2 separate regions of the Hordeum vulgare genome follow, and region 2 is linked to region 1. The links are chromatin contacts, called in public Hi-C maps. All regions are on one chromosome and are shown on one strand. Each heading gives the region's core, a stretch centred on a gene start, on an enhancer-like site or on the middle of the called end of the contact. The rest is flanking DNA. Distances are from core to core; before and after follow the strand shown. Region 1 holds the start of LOC123396503. Region 2 holds the start of LOC123452791.

Region 1 (7,033 bases), core at 1,721-4,220:
ATGGAGGCGAACAGTTTCTTTCTGGCCTGTCCCGGTGTTGGATCTGATTTTGCTGGTGCTCCCAACAATGAGGGTGAGAGTAGATCAACCACTCGCTCTATAAATCAGTGCTGCTTCTCTGAAGGCAGGGAGGCCACGCGAGAGATGATTGCATTGACAATCTCTCTGCCCTGGGCCACATTTTGCATTTGGTTTCTATCTGAGCCAGCACGCTCCAGCTGAACTCCAGGTCCAAAGTTAACCTCAGGTGGCATGATAGGAGGAGCTCCTTGCAGGGCAGAGAAATCTATTGCCGGTGTCCTGGCCACGAACGCTTCCGAGCTGTTGAGCGGCACCGCATCTGGGCCTCCGTTGTGGAAGCAGGCATCCTGTGCAGAGCTTGCATCCGCGAGGCGATCCCAGGAGACCGTCGCTGCAACGCTTCTGTTAGTGACCCACTCATTTCCAGGAAGATGAACAACAGGGTTGAAAGGCTCAGGCATAATGGCTGTGGACTGTTCTTCATTTATACGGTGCAACAGATGATTGTTGGCTGGAGGAGAGATTCCCAGGCCCCCAAAAGAAAATAGCATGCTGCCGTGTAGCCCGGCATCTTCAGAGGATGGCCTCATAGGAAAACAAAACTGCTGAGACCTGCTGCTAGAGGCAGCAACCAGAACTTCTTCTAATGGCAACAGAGCTGCGGAGGTAGCAGTTGCGCCCTTCCAACGTTCTCCGGAGGAGATGCGCTCCAGGCTTAGTCTGGCATCCGGTTCGGCCCGGCTTGAGGATGGGAGCTGGGCAGCAGCAGGGGAACAAACGGGACTGCCTGCAGTTGCGGCCGCCTGGCCGCTGTAGCCATGACCCATCATCGTCTCTATGGAGCGGGAGTCTTCAGAGTCATGCCCAGAGCGACGCGAGGGAGGCCGACGCACAGAGCCGGCAGGGATCGCAGTGTAGGAGGAAGCAGATGCTGCCTGACGTGGAGCTGGTGGCGGGCTTGGAGAGGTGAACCATCTGCTATCCCTGTCCGAGGAGCGGCTAGGTGCCCGGTGGCGAGCCGCCGCTCGCCCCAGCGCTCCCCGTGACGTCCACCACGGCGCGGCACAGGGTCGAACCGTGCAGTGTCGCGACATTGGGCTTGCTCAACGACGGACTGCCAGAGGGAGCGGCGCTTTCCGGCGCGGCGACGACGCTGCCGGCCCTGCCCTTCGTCATCAGCATCATCATCATCCCGCCGTCGAGGGAGGCGCGAGGAGCTAGCATCGGAAGGATGCCTAGGTGGGACAACACGCCCGTCCATGATGCCGATCTGCACATTGTAGGTGTAGATGCGCGGGTACTCTGGCGTGGTGGAGCGTCGGAGGCGACATGGGAGTAGTCCTTGGCCAGGACTAGGTGGATGAGGACTCCAGTCATCGGTCCCTGCCGTCCCTCCTCGGCCGGCACACCATCCGGCAGCTGGTGTCTGTTGCGGCCGTCCCCGGCACGCTCAACAATGGTGAGATCAGCCGCCTTGGGGATGTAGTCTGGGTTCTCCGTCCATACCCATACGAAGAAGGCAGTGACATTCTGAAGGCGCTCGGTCTGCCGCTCCATTCGGTCGACGATGCAGGAGCCACCCAGGAGCTTCTTCACCACATCCAGACGCCAAGCATGGAACTTGATCCCGGAAATTGCGAGTCGGCAGTAGAACCGGAGGCTGCGAATGGTGCCAGCCGGCGCCGGTTCCCACTGCTCGAGTTGCAGCCGGATGCCATCAACACGAACATAGCCACGCTCGAGGGCCAGGTCACGCTGGAAGGGCTCCGCGAACCGAATCAGGTAATCTTCAGGATGCGCCGAGGCCACTTGGATGGTGTCGCGTGGGATGTCGAGCGCCTTCTCGAGCGCCACGACGACCAGGGCAGTGTTGAGGTCGACCCTGGCGTCAGGAACAGTGGTCGTGAGCGCCGAGCGACGCAGGTGATAGGCATCGGCCTCCATCTCCGGCGAGCTCACCACGATGCAGGACGAACGCTCCGGCCGACGGGAGGCAAGGCCAGGTGTGAACTCCATCAGACCGGGCCTCATAGGCAGAGCGGGCCAGGCGGCTGGGTTCGCCTGCGGTGGGGGAGGATGCTGTGGTAGACTACGGGTGGGAGGTTGCAGCTGGGAATGGAGCTTGGAGGTGCAGGAGCGCGCAAGATGGCCTGAACCCTTGCAACGGATGCAACGGATGGGGTCACGGCAGGATGCTAGGCGATGGCGCTTTGAAAGGCACCGGAAGCAGCGGCCATTGAATCGGGCTTTGAATGCAAGGTGCTGCTGCAGAGCCACGCGGTCAGAAGGCGGAGCGCGTCGTTGTCGATGCAGATCTCCAGAAGAGGTAGCCTTCATCACCCTCTTCTCCTTCCTGGAACGCACCAGGTTCCAATCCATCGACGGATCGGCAGCATCGTCGGCAGAAAAGGACTGGGCGCTGGCGCGAGGTGTGGATCCAGGAGCCACAATAAGGGATTGCAGCTGCGGGCGAGGAGGCGCGACGGACGAGGACTGCGTCTCCCTCCCCTCGGGCACCACGAGCAGGGAACGCAGTCTGGGCCGAGGAGGGGGGGGGGGTGGGGGGGCACAGGCAGCCGCAGAGGGCAGCGCTGCCGGAGGCTGGAAAGGGGAAGATACATGTGCAGGCGGCGGGATCCGGCATTGAATCGATCCCGGCAGAGAGATCCCAGCTGCTGCGACGCCTGCTCGCGGGCAAGGAGAGACCGACGAGAGACAGGCTGGTGGGGAGACCAGCAGCTGCAGGACCGAGGCGTGGTCGGCAGGAGAGCGGTGGTTTGGGCTGGGGGGGAGAGATCTGGGCTTCGGCCGCCGTGAGGGCAACGGAGGGGTGGAGGAGGGGGACGGGAGCCATGTATGAGTTGGTTCTAGGGTCAAACATGCGTAGTGGCGGGTGGGGGAGGTCGCCACGCGTCAGTAGCAGTGTAGCACCACCCCACATGGCGCCTCGGAAGTCGAGTCGCTCTCACCAACCAGCACGAAACCCCCACTCCCCCCATCGTCGCCTCCGCCACCCTTCTCGCTCAGACCCTCGCACACTCCCAAGAACCCACGGGGACCAAAGCAGCTAGGCAGCTCCCATGGGGCGGCGCGGCCGTCCCAGGAGGCGCCCTCCGACGCCCTCCGAGTCGTCAGAGGACGAGGCCTTCATGATGCCGATCGGCGCGGAGGTGGAGGTGCGCAGCGACGACCTCGGCTTCGCCGGCTCCTTCTACGAGGCCACCGTCGCCGGCCACCTGCTCTCCGAAGGCCGCCGCCGGCGCTACACGGTGGCCTACTCCACTCTCCTGGGCGACGACGGGGAGCCGCTCAGGGAGACCGCAGCCGCCACCGACGTTCGGCCCCGGCCACCGCCCGTGGAAAGGGAGTTCGCGATTCACGAGATGGTGGAGGCATTCCACAGCGACGGGTGGTGGGACGGCGTGGTCGCCGCCGTTGTCCCGCCTCCGGTGACAGGAGATCGCCGGCGGAGGGCGTACAGGGTAACGTTCCCCACATCACGGGAGACGCTGCAGTTCCAGGAGACGGATCTGCGGCCGCGCCGCGTGTTCGAGGGTGGGCGGTGGGTCCCGGCTGCAGAGGTGGTAAGTTGGCTGAGGCTCCCTCGGTTACACAATCTTTGGGTCGATCTGTTCGATTGTTATTGTTGGAATTGTTGGCTGTGGATACATACATTCCAAATGCGTTGTTTTCTTTGCTTTTGTGGTTAGCTGGCCCAAATGGATTGCTGCATGCAGCATTTTCATTTTCTACCAAATTATTTAAGCATGATTGTCTCAGAAAAAAAAAACATGAGCCTCCGTCCTTTATAAATTATCTCAACTCTCTTGGCCGAATTATATCTATTTTTGAAACATTTAAAATTAAATTTATATGGAAATAAATAAAGGAACTTGCATGGTGCACTGCACATACAGGGCCGGGCCCGGGGCGAAACTATAATCCGAGGCCCATTACAACAAATAATAAAATAAAAGTCAATTTTTCAGCAGCAATGGCTCTGTGCTGTTCTTTCAAGCGAGTTCGTGATGGTCATCTATCAGAGTAATTACGCACCTCGCCTTAACACGAATCATCCAGAGCATGTATGAACGTTCACGCATTAAATATTCAACATGTATATATGAAAAATTATCAATAAACAGTTAAAATACGCCAAAACAATGCTCATATGAATAAAAACACACCTTCTGTAAATGCGTCATCACGGTGGCTTGTGGACGCTGTGCATATGTGCAGTCTCCTCTTGGCGACTCGGCATCTCATCTCTTAGTGTGGACCCGTGGGGGGTGACCATGGGAAATCTCAAAGTCACATGGCACCATACACATTCTGAGGGTTGGCTATCTTTTCTGGGGAAAACTATGGTCAAGATTTGATTGTTTATCAATCATATTTGTTGAGCGAGTGTAATTCGTAAATTTGTGAGAAAGGATCCAACCATACCTTATGCGTTCTTCAGAAGTCAATCAAATTTGCATCTACCCAACTCCAATTATGACCTTCGTTCTTGAATCAAATCCAGAACAAAAATAAAATAAAGATACTGTTGTCTCCTGCCATGCCCCATCTTTTGTTTGATTCGCTGCTGCTCTACGACTACATTGAAACTACATCACGAGTCATGAGAACAAAAATAGATGTTAAGTTTTTCCATTCTCATCACATAACGGTGGTTGGGTGCGGGGTAAGCAGGGAGGAAGCAGGGGTAGCGGCGTACTAATATGTCAGCGCTGGAAGAGCTACATGAACCGGACCATGAACTTGTCTCATGGATATACGTGCGGCATCGACGCGGGGGCACAGCCTAAAAGATCTGTTCCGTTCCGTTCGCTGGAATGACGTGATCTCGTCTAATCCAAGGATTTGCGGGAGGGATTAATTCCTTTCTCTGGAATAGAGCAATCTCATTGCCACGTTCGTGTCTGCGTCGCTTGTTGCTAACGTGACTTCGGGGGCTTTCTGACGGTTGGACCAAGCAGTACAGGCCCAGGTCGGGGCCCCTTTATTTTGGGGGCCCGGGGCGGCCGCCCCCGTGATCTCGTCTAATCCCAGGATTTGCGGGAGGGATTAATTCCTTTCGCTGGAATAGAGCAATCTCATTGCCGCGTTCGTGTATGCGTCGCTTGTTGCTAACGTGACTTCGGGTGACTTCGGGAGCTTTCTGACGGTTGGACCAAGCAGTACAGGCCCAGGTCGGAGCCCCTTTATTTTGGGGGCCCGGGGCGGCCGCCCCTCCCGCCCCCCCTCAGGGCCGGGCCCGACTTTATCTTAGCAGCCCAGGTTTTATGGAGCTAATATGTTGAATATTTGAAGAGGCCCGGCCCTGAGGGGGGGGGGGGGAGGGGCGTCCGCTCCGTGACCCCAAAATAAAGGGGCCCTGACCTAGGTCTGTACTGTTTGGTCCAACCGTCAGAAAGCCCCCGAAGTCACGGTAGCAACAAGCGACGCGTACACGAACGCGGCAATGAGATTGCTCTATTCCAGCGAAAGGAATTAATCCCTCCCGCAAATCCTGGGATTAGACGAGATCACGTCATTCCAGCGAACGGAACGGAACAGATCTTTTAGGCTGTGCCCCCGCGTCGATGCCGCACGTATATCCATGAGACAAGTTCATGGTCCGGTTCATGTAGCTCTTCCAGCGCTGACATATTAGTACGCCGCTACCCCTCCTTCCTCCCTGATTACCCCGCACCCAACCACCGTTATGTGATGAGGATGGAAAAACTTAACATCTATTTTTGCTCTCATGACTCGTGATGAAGTTTCAGGAAAGACACATGTAGTCGTAGAGCAGCAGCGGATCAAACAAAAGATGGGGTATGGCAGGAAACAACAGTATCTTTTTTTTTGTTCTGGATTTGATTCAAGAACGAAGGTCATAATTGGAGTTGGGTAGATGCAAATTTGATTGACTTCTGAAGGACGCATAAGGTATGGTTGGATCCTTTCTCACAAATTTACGAATTACACTCGCTCAACAAATATGATTGATAAACAATCAAATCTTGACCGTAGTTTTCCCCTAGAAAAGATAGCCAACCCTCAGAATGTGTATGGTGCCATGTGACTTTGAGATTTCCCATGGTCACCCCCCACGAGTCCACACTAAGAGATGAGATGCCGAGTCGCCAAGAGGAGACTGCACATATGCACAGAGTCCACAAGCCACCGTGATGACGCATTTACAGAAGGTGTGTTTTTATTCATATGAGCATTGTTTTGGCGCACTTTAACTGTTTATTGATAATTTTTCATATATACATGTTGAATATTTAATGCGTGAACGTTCATACATGCTCTGGATGATTCGTGTTAAGGCGAGGTGTGTAATTACTCTGATAGATGACCGTCACGAGCTCGCTGGAAAGAACAGCACAGAGCCATTGCCGCTGAAAAATTGACTTTTATTTTATTATTTATTGTAATGGGCCTCGGATTATAGTTTCGCCCCGGGCCCCCAAAATCTTAGGACCGGCCCTGAACTTGAAGTGGCTGTAGGATGAATCTCTAGAATATGTTTTACTGCCATATTTTAATTTAAATATCTCGGTCTTTCAAAATTGTCATTCAAAATGCGCACGTGTGGAGAATTTTCATGCTGACTGACATTAAACAATGATTATAAGTGGGGAAGAGCTGATTTTCTCTCTCAACATTTATTAAAGAAGGTATTGTTTTCTCGATAATGATAAAGAAGGAAATGAGGAGTTTAATACTCTTGTTGTGTGCAGGACAAGGGGAATCCTTTGTTCAGTGAGGGAGACGAAGTAGAAGTGATTGCAAGAAACTTTGGTGAATCCTGGAATCCAGCTACTGTTCTTAAAGTGATTGGTGCTACACAGTTTCAAGTACAGTACATTCATATCGGAAAGGATGATGAATCGGCCACTGAGATTCTAGGTTCTCAATATATTCGTCCAGCACCCGCCATCACGCATATGGATTCTAAGTACAGATTTTCTCATGCATCTCATGTTGAGGTCCTTCATGAAGGTGGCTGGCGGCC
Region 2 (6,420 bases), core at 102-2,601, 580 kb after region 1:
CAATGGGAAATTTCAACAACACAAGTGAAGCTAATATACAACATGAGCGCTGGGCAATGCATCAGTCTTGATGCTCCAGCTTGCATTTCATAACTAGAAACAAACTAGAAAACATTTGGGACCAGAAGTTGCTGACGTCCACAATTCAACATGTCAATGTTTTTCGGTGATTGTATGAGGGCTACCTCAACACCCTGTATCGTTCGGCTGTGTACTTGGTTCGGTGATTCCTTTATATATAAAGTGGGGCGGAAGCCTGTTTCGAGAGAATGTTTTTCTGAACATTTATAAAACGAAATTAAACCCAACCCTAAATATTCAAGGTAAACAATGAACAAAAATAATCAGACCTACACTGACAGTTCAAACTCCAAGCTCTCTTAAGTATCACCATGAAATTGCAATTTGCAATTTCATTGTGAATATAGTATTGTTAACTCAATACCCTGACACCTGGCCAACTTATCGGCCAGTTTTGCGTAAGTTCCATTTGCATGTGTGGCCTCAATCTTTTCACACTCCTGAGAGTTAAACCAAAACTGTAAAAAAGACCAAAAACATAGAATTGAACCGATGTCACATTGACATTCCCCGTCCAGCTTCTCACGTTGCGGCAAATCTAATGAAATCCTAAAATGTGTGCCCCGAACGCAAGTTTGATCTCCCAACCATTACGTCCTCTCCTACATTCAGATCAAACTACATTTGAGCGTTTCAAACAACAATAAGTGCACAACTAGCAGGCCAAGCACACGATACAGTGTCCTACTGTCCTTTACAATGTGACAATCTGAACATCACACACCTATGATCATTCCACTAGTCGCTAATGCATTTCAAATTTGAGATCAATTTCCGAATAAAAAAACTCTATAGGAATATCAAAAACTTGTTTCACAAGTCAGGGCTTCACTAAAACCAATCACGAAGCTAGATCGAATTACCACTAAAATTTTGACGAACTGACCCGGTAAGAACCACACGGGAAATTTGCTTTTAACTTTACAAGTGTCTCACCTGCAATAGCCGAATTCCTTGAGGACGCCGAGTCCTCAAAAAAATGCAGGCAAAATTAGGGGGGAAATCTCGGTGTCAATCGGCGGCTCTCTTGCGCCGCAGGCGTCTCCGCCGGCAGGACTGTTCGCCGGCGGGCGCCTCCTTCCCCGCGCAAACCCACTTGTCACATGCCAAATTCCGCGACTACAAGAGCGCGAAAAAAGTGAGGCAGAGGCGGAGGAAGACGCAGGAGAAGCGGCTAGGTGGCGTGGAGAGATCTCCTACGCTCGGCGGAGGATCCCGGCGATCGCCGGCGGCGAGGGGAAGGGGAATAGGCGAACGAAGGCGAAGCGAGCGCCAAGCGTTTGGAGATTTGGGGCGGAGGCGTTCGGGCTTGGTCGCTTCTTGTAACGAGCGAACCGACCGGGTCGGACGCCTGGTCCGGGTCCGGGTCCGGATCCAACCGTACCTGGTCCGACCCAGCCAGCTCCTCTCGCCGCTTAGCTGCCCGCCGCGGCAGCGAGGGGAGGAGGGGAAAGCAAAAGAGGGCGGCATCTTTGCGGCGGCGATGGCGGAGGCGAGGAGCAGGGTGGCGTTCGTGCTGGTGGACGGGATAGGGGACGTGACCATCCCGTCCCTCGGCGGGCGTACACCGCTGGAGGCGGCGGCGGCACCGCGGCTGGACGCTGTGGCGGCGGCTGGGGTGGTCGGGCTCATGGACCCCGTGGAGCCCGGGCTCGCCTGCGGCAGCGACACGGCGCACCTCTCCCTCCTCGGGTACGATCCCCGCGTATACTACCGCGGCCGCGGCGCGTTCGAGTCCATGGGCGCCGGCCTCGCCATGGCCCCGGGCGACATCGCCTTCAAGGTCTGGTTCTAGCGACACTTGATTACATTTCTTACTTCTTATAGCAGGTAGATCAGCCTTACTACGCTCTTGTGCCTTAGTATTTCTAATTAGTTATAGATTTTAGTTCATACAGTATTTCTAGCTAGTTTACTGCTAATGGTTCAGATCATTGACTGGTCTTGTAATTCCTTCACTAAACTGGAGCCCTTTCTTTTTAGACTTTTACATACTACGTATTTCCCTTGGTTAATAATGCCCCAGATCATAGACTGGTAATTCCTCTTTAGATCACTACTTCAGTGATCTAAACTCTCCTATACTACTCTCTCCACAACAACAACAACAACAAAGCCTTTAGTCCCAAACAAGTTGGGGTAGGCTAGAGGTGAAACCCATAAGATCTCGCGATCAACTCATGGTTCTGGCACATGGATAGCAAGCCTTCCCAGAACTCCCTCTTGGTGTTCTCATTGTGCCCTACTTGCGGAGCATACGCACTGATAACATGAAAACTAAGTCCTCAACTACCAGCTTGACCAGGATAATCCGGTCCCCACGTCTCTTGACGTCTACCACTCCATGCTCTTGCTGATCAAGATGCCTACTCCATTTCTGTTTGCAACCGTCCCCGTGTACCACAGCTTGAAGCTGGTACCCTCCACCTGCTTCGCCTTCTGTCCCCTCCATTTGGTCTCTTGGATGCAAAGGACATCAACGCCTCTCCTCACCACTGTATCAACTACCTCCCGAAGTTTACCTGTCAGAGACCCTACGTTCCAGCTACCTAAGCGAATCCTCCTAGGCTCGGCTAGCTTCCTTACCCTTCGCACTCCTCGAGTCAAATGCGAAGACCCTTACTCATTTTTCACTACACCCGAGCGCCGATGTAGCGCGCCACTAAGGATGCGACGACCCGATCCTTGCTCACTTGCGACCGTATTCAGATCACGATACGGCGCGCCACCTGGGGGGTGACGGCCCGGCCCTTGCCCATTTTCCACCACACCCGGGTTCCGATATGGCGCGTCACTGAGAGGGTTACGCCCCAACGAAAATCTTTTGGGTTTCATCTCCATAAGAGTGGCTGAGTTTTGACGTTGGCTCCCCAAGCCTGTCACAACCCTCCTCCTTTACCCGGGCTTGGGACCGGCTATGTTGAGACAACATAGAATCTCTAAAAGACAAATATTTAGGAACGGGGGGAGTATTTCTTTACGGAGGGAGTACTTTTTAAGCCATGCAAATGCTATGTCTGAACCGATGAATGTATTGTTTCCCTTTGCTGAATTATTTGCGCACACAGTCGAACTTTGCTACATTGGACGAAAGCACGGGGGTTATTGTCAGCAGGAGGGCGGATAGGCACTTTGAAGAGGAAGGCCCAATCCTCTGTGCAGCATTAGATGGGATGAAGCTCCCATCGTTTCCTGAATATGAAGTGAGAGTCAGGTGCACCACCTATTCATACTGAGCATTAATGCGTTGTTATTCTTTTTCCTAGTACCATAATTTACACCTCTTTCTACAGGTATGCTACTGAGCACAGATGCGGTGTGGTTGTGAAAGGACCAAGGCTAAGTGGAAACATTTCCGGAACTGATCCGTTGAAAGACAACCGCTTGCATCTGAAAGCTAAACCTTTGGATGATTCAGAAGAAGCTAAAAACACTGCAGCTGTGGTTAACGAGCTCTCTAAGGAGATCACACGTATACTGGTTTCTCAACCCATCAATGCAAAGCGTGCAGATGAAGGGAAGAATATTGCTAATGTTGTGCTATTGCGAGGCTGTGGTATCCGGATTGAGGTCAGTGAACTCGATATTTTTCTGGTACGGTTACTAATTCCCTGGAATGGGGTGTTATCTGTCCTGATAAATAGATAATTCCAGGAGTAATAAATAGGAGTACATTAAGTGAAGTACTGATATAATTGGAATTGCAGAAGCAGCGCAACTCTCTGGAGGTAGCAATATCAAAACGAGAGATAGGTTCGGAAAGATATGCACAATGCGCTTTGCTTTCGAGTACCATGGTTCAATCCCAACAAAATAAGTTATAACCCTGATCTGATTCTTGAATTCTGATGTTGAATTTTTACCAACTTAAGCTTAGGGAATCTTGCCATCATAACACATCGGGACACACTTTTGGCCAACATCTGCATTGGCTCTTCCAAATCTACTGGAGATTACTCCTGCAAAGCATAAGAGTTTCCCATCTAAAGCATGCAAGAGTTCCCTGGTTATGATTTAACATGTTCTATACTAGGTACCTCCCTTCGAAACCAAGCATGGACTCACACCATGCATGGTAGCTCCTACCAAGATCATAGCTGGGCTGGGGCTGTCACTGGGCATTGATATCCTTGAAGCACCTGGAGCAACTGGAGATTATAGAACTCTCTTAACTTCCAAGGCAAAAGCTATAGCCAAGGCACTCTCTGCTCCTCTAGAAACGCCACCTTGCGTTTTTGTGCCTGGAGAGGATGAATATAAAGGCGGAAGAGAAAATGGATACGACTTTGGTTTCTTGCACATCAAGGTTAAAATAAATATAGGCTCTCTTTAAAATTAGCATTAAGTGTGTGATGCTGATAGTTTGTATTATAACGTTAATGCAGGCTATTGACGATGCTGGCCATGATAAGGCTGTCAAGTTAAAGGTGCGAGGTCTGGAAGCTGTCGACCAGGCAATTGGTCAGCTTGCAAGACTCCTGTGGGAAGCTGAGAAGTCAGGGCACTACCAGTACTTCCTCTGTGTCACTGGAGACCACTCTACTCCTGTTGAGTACGGAGACCACAGCTTCGAACCTGTCCCGTTTGCGATATGCCGGCTGAGAGATTTCGTGGGAGCAATTGGGGAGGACAATGTGATGAACACCCCCCTCGACGATTTCCCGCTGCCTTCGGTTAAGTCCGGAGAAGATTTAACTGATGATTCAGAACCAGCGGAACGCAAGCCTGAGGAGCGTAAAGCTTTTAGTGGCGATAAAGTGTGTGAATACACCGAGATTGCTGCCGCAAGGGGGTGCCTTGGGCGGTTCCCTGGAAGTGAGATGATGGGCATCATCAAGAAGTTCATGAAAGCAAAGAATGATTAACGCCTAACACTGTACTTGATCTTTGTAATAATGACGAATGGATAAACGACGCAGAACCAGCTTAATCCGATAGGAATAAAATCTATCATGGTTGAGGTATACTGACATGTGCTTTGAATGATAAGTTTAAATCCTTTTTAAGCCGATAGGAATAAAATCCGATATGAAACTTATATTTTCTAAGCTTACGAAACTTCTGACTCCATATGTTGCCTTTTTGCTGAATTTTGTGTGCCTCCAGTGCACGTTATACAACAATATGAAGAACATTATGTAGCGTGGCGTGAAATATTCAGCACTATGTTACGGCCCATAAGAGTAATGTACTGTTCGTCCAAAAAAAACAGAAGAGCATTCAGAATACAATGATAAGCAGAAAACAGAGTTAAATAACTGTGGTTTCATAATTCATATGTACAGGAACATGAATACATCAGTGACTCCCGAGCTACAGTTCCCTTTAGCCGTAGAGAAAGCATAACACCAAGACTATCATCAACACCAGCGGTGAGATACATCGAAATCAACATTGGATTTGACCAAACTAACAATGGAACCAATCTATGTACAGACCCAAAAAAACATTCAGAGGTCAATTAGTAAAGAGAAAAAACATGACAAGCATACAGAAACAGAACATTTCCACCTGGCATCGTCCACTGTTTTTAAGCAAGAGCAACAACGGATAGGGTTCAAAGGAACTGATGCAATCCGCAAATACAAACATGAAACATAATTACCCCGAAAAACGTCATGCAATGTCAACAACACTTTCAGACGTACAGGTCTATGTATTTATGAAAATAAACGCACAATTCGCCTGTCTCATGTATTACTTGAGAGAAAGCAAGGCTAAAATATGCAACTGTTCTGGACAATTTGTCACAGCGAGCACAAGTCTTGTTGCCAACAGGACAGATACATCGAGCAGCCAGGAGAGAGATATCCTTCAAAGAAGACCACGTCGCCTTTTGTAGTCACTAACGGAGAGAGTTAGAGCATGCCTCCTTCCATCATTGTCAGGGATCTTGTAACCCATCGTTGCTTCTATCTTCTGCTTCCTCGCCATGTAGGCTTCAAACTGACCTTTGGATCCACCATACTGCTCCAGAACATCCAGTGATATAGGAAGTTCAAAATTATGTAGCGGATTCGTTTCTGTCCCGAGATCCAAAGGTGCATTGGTATCAACCAGCTTCCCAGCTTCAGCCGCTGCTACTAGAGCTGAAGTTGTGACTGCTGTACCAACTCGCACCCCACCCTTCACAGCTTCCGTCACAGCTATTACATTATCGCTGTTGCCATTGGCGGCTTCAGCATTTTCTGCTTCTCCTTCTGGCTTTGCTGCATAATAGTTCCTCGATCGTGTCCACCTCCTTGAGAAAGGATCATAACCAGCCTCTCCGGCCTTCAGACTTGTATTGACAGCTTTCATTTCTGATGCATTCTTGAAATTCTCAGCACGGTTCTTCCT

What was found. Hi-C and Micro-C count contacts between places; a contact is called where the count stands out from the background.
Region 2: a contact with region 1 is called in a Hi-C map of seedling, with 4 times the contacts expected there. The contact joins the promoter of LOC123452791 here to the promoter of LOC123396503 in region 1. A contact is called at or near these places in 1 of 6 Hi-C or Micro-C datasets (seedling) and 1 of 1 datasets of contacts at active chromatin or transcription factors (embryo).

What each region holds. Positions count from the first base shown.
Region 1 is chr5H:127,639,290-127,646,322 of MorexV3_pseudomolecules_assembly, forward strand. It overlaps LOC123396503, which reads left to right and starts at 2,971. Exons shown (of 6, transcript XM_045091421.1): 1 at 2,971-3,605; 2 at 6,759-7,033. The coding sequence starts at 3,102.
Region 2 is chr5H:128,219,382-128,225,801 of MorexV3_pseudomolecules_assembly, forward strand. It overlaps LOC123452791, which reads right to left and starts at 1,352. Exons shown (of 13, transcript XM_045129505.1): 1 at 1,018-1,352. LOC123452790 (probable 2,3-bisphosphoglycerate-independent phosphoglycerate mutase) reads left to right here and starts at 1,528. Exons shown (of 5, transcript XM_045129503.1): 1 at 1,528-1,864; 2 at 3,150-3,295; 3 at 3,375-3,651; 4 at 4,115-4,387; 5 at 4,467-5,045. The coding sequence starts at 1,565. The coding sequence ends at 4,946. LOC123452789 (protein RTF1 homolog) reads right to left here. Exons shown (of 2, transcript XM_045129502.1): 2 at 5,665-6,420. The coding sequence ends at 5,896.